Regions from separate parts of the Danio rerio genome. Here region 2 is linked to region 1. The links are chromatin contacts, called in public HiChIP or PLAC-seq maps. All regions are on one chromosome and are shown on one strand. The core of a region is the stretch at or near the end of the contact, and the rest is flanking DNA. Distances in the headings are between cores, read along the strand shown. Region 1 holds the start of spred1 (sprouty related EVH1 domain containing 1). Region 2 overlaps meis2a (Meis homeobox 2a).

Region 1 (4,226 bases), core at 1,490-3,989:
GCTCCCCCGCGACTGAGGCTCGGATGCGGCGGCAGTTTTGGTTAACGGCCGCCGCATTTGGCCCGATGGACTCAGGGCGGAATCGGGCAGTGTGTCCATAGGAATCCGGCCCGAGTAGGTCCAGCAGACGGAGCCAGGCCGAGGGGTTATTCTCTGGCAGGCGAGAATCCAACCGGAACTGGCCAGAGTGTATTTTGCTATCTGGGTGGCTAGGCGTGTAAGTAAAAATTTCAACCAATGGCCCGATTGGACCCATATAAAAAATCCTTAGCGTTGAACCCTGCATGATACTATCGCATGGGGGCGCAATAGTGTTACGTTTACTTATTTGTACAATTATTTAACCATTTCTAAACATATCTAAACATATTCACTTATTTAATAATGTACTTCATTTGCAATACGTTTTATCTTGGAAAATAATTCAAACCAATAATGTATGTAAAACATGTAACAGGTAGGCCCACATGGAATCTGCGCGCGCAGAATTCCGCAGATTTTCCGCAGATTTTTAGCCTATCATTAATTCTGTTTATTTACTTGAGTAAGTGTGTATATCTGAATTTATTCAGTTTTTATTCAGTAGTTTATTACTTTTTATTTAATATATTAAGGTCTAAGTTATGATACTTATTTATGGATACTCCCAAAATAATTCCTCAGAAATCCGCAGATTTTTACCAAAATTCTCTGCAGAAATAGCAAAAAACATCCGCAGATTCCGTCTGGCCCTAGTAATAGGTTCACATTGATGCGAAACGAGTTAAAAATCGTCTTTAAAATCGTCATACAAGATACTATCGTCTATCGGCACAAGCCTACTATGCATACCCTATGCATATGGTCTTCAAATTATCATTAAAACATTAATTAAACCTGCAAACAAAAAGATGCCAGTCTTAATATTCACTGTAAAATTACTGTAAAGTTTAAACACTGCTGAATAACAGGAGTGTCAAAATCCAACATACAACTGTATAAAACAACAAAAATATATTAATTTAACAATATATTAGGATGAATTTCAATGTTATTTAGCGATGTTTAACCTGCACAGTCGTTTTATTTTACATAAGGGTGCAAAGATTTATGTCTCATTTGATTCAGATTAATTTGTGTATCTTCAAATGAACAGAAATCAAGAATCATCCTTTTTAGAATATAACTGAGTTATTTAATTGTCATTTATAACAGATTTGTAATGCATAAACAGTCCTCACGTTAGATTAGCTCACAAAACTGCATGAAGTTGAGTAAATTAAGCATTTATTTACATCTTTTAATCCTGGTTTCTTTGCGCACGTCATGTCTTGTTGATATTAATCAATTGTCTGTCAATCAATTCTGTGAGTGGGGAAATGAATTACTTATTATTATTATTATTATTATATATTATTTATTACTTTTATATAAAGTATTAAACACATTTCAGTAGTTCAGTGCTTTCCCATTCTGTCATTTCATTGTTATTAATTACACACAACTCTTTTATCTGATTCTTTTTGTTTAGTTTTGTTTTTATGTTTGGGTTTTTACAAAAATCTGCTTCAACTCCATGTCAACAGCTTCTGTAGAGATATTATTCCCAGGGAAAAAAATACAATGTGTTAAATACTTCATCCCCCGCTTTATGTATGTATGTATATATATATATATATATATATATATATATATATATATATATATATATATATATATATATATATATATATATATATATACTGTGTGTAATATATTTAAATATTTAATAACTAATATAATATATATATATATATATTAGACGATCATAATTGATCACATGACAATATTTTCCCTATTTAAACTAAACAGTTTGAAAATAAAATAAATATTGATTATAGACAAAATACAATAATAAATACAACCTAAAATGTTAATGATAGTGATATTACGTTAACCAAGTGTTGTTACTATCATTAAAATTAAAGGACTATTAAAAATCACAGTAATGAAATCTGACACTGTCATGATCCCTGCTGATATGCGGATACGTGTGTGTGTGTGTGTGTGTGTGTGTGTGTGTGTGTGTGTGTGTGTGAGTGAATGGACACGCGGGTTCTTTATGAATGGAGGCGGGTCACGTGATGATCGCAGCTCTCTTTCTCTCACAGACAGAAAAACAAACAATAACCCAAATATCGCTCGCTAATCGTGAAATCCGCGACCCACGAGCAGCACAGCAGTGGCGTTGCACCGAAATCCGCCGTCGAGTCTCGTGTTTTCGACATTTTTATGAATGAGGCTCGAGATGACTGAGAAAACATGGCGCCCTGCTCTCCGAGGCCGCGTGTCAATCGCGCACATCCTGCCTACATAGGCAGCTCACTAGGGATTGAGACGCGGCCCGACACTGCGCTAATGGGATCACGGTAAATAAATAACATTACAGTGAGCACAATCAACACACAGTCAAACCTGCCCATCACCTTCACTCCTCAGGTGTCAAAACAACACACAACACTGTAATGACAGCTTGACAAGCGCTCATACCAAACCTGTAATAAATGTGTTATTATGATGTAGTGAAGACTGTCACACACACACGTACACACATATACATATACAAACATGTTAATCAGCGGGCATCCAGTGTGTCCGTTTACACACTTACTCGTTGTTTGGGTTTGGTTCTTCGCTCATGTTTCTCTCACGGGGATCCAGTGAACATCATCGGGGAATGAAGCGCCAGTTTCTCCGCGAAGGCCATGATGGAGAGCGGCCGCCAAACCGCGCTCAGATCGGGAAGGGTGTGTGGAAGCAGCGAAAGCCAGATTTAGATCCGTCCGCACGCTGAAGCGCATCCAGCGGGGAAAACATCCCGCTCATGGTGACCCGCGATCCCGCAGAAATATCCCAGAGTCCCGGCGGACGCGAGTTTGCAGGAGGATCAAGCGACTCCCTTCACAGGCGCAAAAACACAACAAAAACGCAGAATTGGGTGTCGAAAGCGGGTCCTGGGGAACCGGCGCGCACTTGGGAAGGCCGAGGGAGAAAGACAGCCTCGGGTGGGACTGGGAAGATCCACGAAAACGATGGGAATTCTTGCTGGGAACTTTGGGGATCTGCTTTACGCGAACTCCATTTTCAGCGCAGGCGAATCACAGCGGAAAACTGGGCGGAAGTGCGGATGGCCTGAGCGCGCCACACGGATCCCTCCGCCGCTCCCGCAACAAGCGCGCATTCCAGACCGGCAGACCGGAGAAAGAGCCAAACTTCACACACACACGCGCGCACACACACACACACACACACACACATGACAGAGAGTTTCAGATCACACTGCAGCAATGACAACGTAAACACGCAGTAAAAATGCAGTTATCTCAGGTGAGATGTTCAAAGAGATTTAAAATTGAGATGAGGTAGTTAAAGGGATAGTTCACGCCAAAAATGTCATTTATTAACCCCCATGTGGTTGTAAATCTCTGTGTGTTTGTTTCTTCATCTGTTAAACACAAAATAAGATATTTTGAAGAAAGCCGAAAACCTCCATAATAGGAAAAACAAGCACTATGGAAGTCAGTGTTGCTAACATTTATCCAAATGACATTTTGAAAATGCTACCGATATATGCTAACATATTAGATAATGCTAACATGTATCTTTATTGTTCAACAGAAGAAACCCATAACGGTTTGAACCAAGTTGCCTGAATGATGAGTGAGTTTTGATTTTGGGGTGAACTAGCCCTTTAACTGGGCTGTGTGATCATCTCTGTGAGCTGAATGTGAATCAGTAGCGCTGTTAGTCATGCAGCGGTGGATTATATAAGCGTTCCTCTGAACAGAAAGAGCCTGATTTCCCCGGTTGCCATGGTGACGGTGTGTTGTCGCAGAAGTTTCTCTGCGCTTCTGATCAGTTCGCTCACTTCAGCAGATAAACATCCTCACCTCACACGTACGCTCACTTCACACGGAAGGGTCCAAACAGCGTTATTTCACCCTGACAAAGTCCAACACCGTTCTCCAGAAGATCCTCGTAAAATCCACAGCAGATCGAAAATCACACAGGCATGAGAGATGGGTGATGGAAAAGCCACATTTCAAGCACAAAATCGCTTAATTTTCCGAAAATGTTTTCATTGTTAGGTGTATTCAGACGTGTGCGAAAGTTAATGTAAATAATGCTAAATGGAGATGTATTAGCTGAATGTACTCTGGTGTAGCAAAAAACACACCCATGCGACTGGCCCCGTTCTGCTTGCATTG
Region 2 (4,106 bases), core at 1,283-3,782, 280 kb after region 1:
GAAGATCCGAAGCGGAGGAGCTCCGATCATTAACGCAGCGTTAACGCCATCGAAGCTCGCTCTTTTTCGCGAAAGCCCGCCTCTTTTTGTTTCGTCACGCATTTTTTGGTCCATGAATGAATGTTGCCCTGTTGGTGAAGTTCTTCGTTTTGAATTGCCCAAGCACTGGATTGTGTTGCTTTTATACGTTTTTATTTTATTATTATTATTATTATTAATATTATTATTATTAATTTTGTATCTTGGACTCTCAGAGTAAGAGCCTTATGAAGGACGTGTATCCTGGAGAAGAAAAAAAATACAAAACAACACCAACAACAGTCTCACTCCTGGGGATCAAATATACTATATATATATATATGTGTGTGTGTGTGTGTGAATCTGCCATACGGACCGACACGCGTGGATCCTCTCAGTCCTTTGGCACATACACAGCGGAGGAGCGGCGAAAGACTTTAAAAGGACGGAAAAACAAACAACACTTAAATTATGAACTCAGAGCTTGAGAGAATATTGTAAGAAAACTTCGTACAGAGTTCAGTCTATTACTTGTTTCATGTTAGATATTCTATGTGTTTACCTCAATTGAAGACGAATGTTTTTTGCTAGTTTCAGATCTGCTGTGGCATTGATATTGTATGTCCATGAATCCCCCCCCCACCCTCGATTCCTTCCTTTCTCAGCACGTGCTCCTCACTAGAAGATGAAATACTGTCTCCTTGAGCTTTGTCAGAAATACATTCAATACTTTTATGTATGAGGACTGTGGCGTAATGTTTCAAAGGTGTTCAGTCACAAATGCTGTAATAAATATTTCATTTTTTTGATTTTGGTAGATTCATGTGTGCTGTACGGTGTGTTGCACATTGAAACGTGGTGGATATAATATAAACTATTTAATATACAACATCGTTCTTATTTAATATGATTGCACAAACTCGCTCTTATGATTGTGTGTGTGTGTGTGTGTGTGGTTGTTGTTGTGTGAGACAGACACCTCCAGAGGAGAGGACGGTCTCTGCTGTGAGTGTAAGCCGAGCTGACAGCGCTTTTCTCGGTTTGAGTTTCTGCGGCGCCTCCTGCTGGCTGATAACTGCACTGCGGCTTCACTCACACACACCCTTTGCATCATTATCACTAATATTATTATCTTTACAAATGCATTTATGCATTCAAATCAAATTAATAATGATGGTTATAATCATGCGCAGCAAGCGCAACCAATGAAACGCGTTAAATACATAAATGCGCATTTCTAGAAACCTCCGACAGATGCTCTCAGATAAATAAAGCACATTTACAGGCGGATAGGGATGAAAGTCAGTCTTTTTTCGATACTTAAATGTTTAATATGCATTTCCTAAATATTTATAATGAAGAATTCGTTTTAAGATTAAATGAATAAATTGAAAATGTGCATATATTATTATTATTCTTATAAAGCAGGTTTTCAAATATTTGTAAAATACATAAAGTGAAGGGGGAAAGGGCTACACATGATTGCAACGTTAATGAATAATATACAAAACAGTATGATTAATAATGTACTATAAATGTAAATTAATATCCAGCTGTTAAAACCCTTATTGCGTGGTTATAAATTCAATGCGCGTTTTCATCCTGAATTACACACGGAAAAAATAGCTTGTAGTTTTAGTTTAATCTCTATACAGATCTTTATTTACGCAAACATATTTATTTACTGTTTGTTTTGTTTTATTAAATACGCAGATTTAATTAAACATTACAAATAATCAACAAAATAAAACATTTATGTAACAATCAATCAACGTTGTTTTATTTATATCGCACCTTACTACAACCAAGGGGCTGCCCAAAGTGCTTTCCAGCAATAAAACAAAATTACACCGAGATGATTGAGAACATAAAATGACAATAAAACAACGAGAGAATTAAAACTAGCGAATATCAAAAGCAAATCTAAATAATAAATGGGTTTATGTCTTAATAATAATTATAATAATAATAATAATAATAATAACAATAATAATAATGAAATTATGTAATTATACTCGGAGGATAAATAAGCAGACCTGCTAAAATGATTCTCAGATTGCAGAATCGAGCTGAAGGAAGAAAAGAAAGAGAAGAGAAAAGAAAAAACGCGAAAGGAGAGCCGGCATCATTGTGGGCTGATTTTCATATTAATAGGGGACAGGAGGTGGATTGAATTGCGCCTTTGACAGGAATGATGGATGATCCTGCCTTCTTCACCATCATCATCATCATCATCATCCTCCTGCCAGAGTCGCGGGAACGCGCGAACACACAAAAGCAGAAGAAACGCGCACAGCAAGCACGAGGAAACCGGCAGAGTAATTCTGATCGGATCACAAATCTCCAATCATTTCTGAAAGTCGAGACCGCATTAATTTATTCACACGAAACACACACTTGTTTTCCACACACATACAGCATTTAATGCCGGGAACACGCTGATCTAAAGCGGCATCTGCTGTGTGTGTGTGTGTGTGTTTGTGGGACCCCGGGGGTCACGCGCAGAGGCCCCTGATCATTAATCACTGTCAGCATCATAGTGATTCTCTATTGATGAGGATAATGACATTAGCTCACAGTCACTGATCAATAAAGCACATGCAGGCAAATAACGCTCGCTCTCGCTCTCGCTCTCTCTCTCTCTCCCTCTCTCTCTCTCTCTCTCTCTCTCTCTCTCTCTCTCTCTCGCTCTCTCTCTCTCTCGCTCTCTCTCTCTCTCCCCCTCTCTCTCTCTCTCTCTCTCTCTCTCTCTCTCTCTCTCTCTTTCTGTTTTTCATGTAGAAACTGAGGGAAAACTACAGTCTGCACACACACACGCACGCACACGCACACGCACACGCACACGCACACACACACACACACACACACACACACACACACACCTTCATTTCTCATAATAACAGACGCAACACATCGCTAATAATTAATAAATGGGGATTTATTTAATGACGTCAGTGCACAGAAATAGCTCTATATTCTTGTTTAAGTTTTATATTGTTAATTATCAACTGTAAACAACGAATTTAGGAAGCCTAAATAATTTAGATGGTGCCGTATGATGATCACTGCTTCATTGAAAGACTGCTATAATTTTAATTTATTTTAGTTTCATTATTATTATTATTATTATTTCAGGGCTACTGTTATTATTATTATATTTTTATAGGCTATTACTAAACGGTTATAATATACTTGTGGGGCTGTAGCCTATAATATTCGTTACATTTGCAATTAACTACATCCTAAACATGCTACAGATAATATAGTTTAATGTATTGCAGGACATTTATTTTATAATTTATAATTAATATTATAGTTTATTTATTACTTTACATATCTCTGTCTCATTAATAATTTTGAGGTGACAATTTTCCAGCAATCCAAATCAGTAATAATAATAATAATAATATGATACAACTACTACTAAAACAGTGTTGCATGCAGAACTGTTGCAAACAATTTATTTGTGTTGAATTTAAACAAACAAATTAAGTTTAATAATGTTCAACTTAATTTGTTTGTATAAATTCAACACAAATAAATTGTTTTCAACCACTTAACGTAAAAAATTGAGTAAATCCAAGGAATCATCTTTGAATAATTGTTTTCTACTACTACTACTAATAATAATGATGAATCGGAGTTAAAACAGCAGATGCACAATCTTTCTCATTGCATTTCAGTAAACCCGAGAACACCCCTCAGAACAATATTACAAATTAAAAGCAATATTAATAACTATAATAGTTGCAATAGCATGAAAATAAAGGATAAGCAGAAAATGTCGGCAGTTTTCTGCAGTATTACTCGCAACTGATTTTAAATAAAATGAAATCGAGTCAAACATGGAAAAGAAAATACCCAAACCTTAAAAAACTAAATATTTAAAATGTTTTTAGTCTAAATAAAAAAAAGGAATATCCCAAATAAAATAAGGGATTCACGAAAGTCTGAGTATCTTTATGAGAATGGGTGTATTTGTGCATGTGTGTGTGTGTGTGTGTGTGTGAGAAAGAACAAACCCCGGGGCTCAATGTCGCAGCGACCCCTTCTGGGTGACACAATAAACGAATAAATATAAGGGCGTG

The links. HiChIP or PLAC-seq counts read pairs in DNA pulled down with a chosen protein or histone mark.
Region 2: an H3K4me3 HiChIP or PLAC-seq map of gastrula embryo shows a contact between it and region 1, with 3 times the contacts expected there. The contact joins the enhancer-like site here to the promoter of spred1 in region 1. A contact is called at or near these places in 6 of 18 Hi-C or Micro-C datasets (caudal fin, embryo, fibroblasts and 2 more) and 2 of 4 datasets of contacts at active chromatin or transcription factors (embryo and gastrula embryo).

What each region holds. Positions count from the first base shown.
Region 1 is chr17:58,777,899-58,782,124 of GRCz12tu, forward strand. It overlaps spred1 (sprouty related EVH1 domain containing 1), which reads right to left and starts at 2,740. Exons shown (of 6, transcript NM_213232.1): 1 at 2,630-2,740. The coding sequence starts at 2,658.
Region 2 is chr17:59,060,544-59,064,649 of GRCz12tu, forward strand. It overlaps meis2a (Meis homeobox 2a), which reads left to right. Exons shown (of 13, transcript NM_131896.1): 13 at 1-835. Among named protein-coding and RNA genes, the nearest start is that of meis2a, 110 kb to the left of the region's middle. Within about 2 kb of position 2,533, at least 23 of the 62 cell types and tissues checked have an H3K27ac peak or open chromatin away from gene starts, as enhancers often do. A contact at or near this core is called in gastrula embryo, where this site is marked.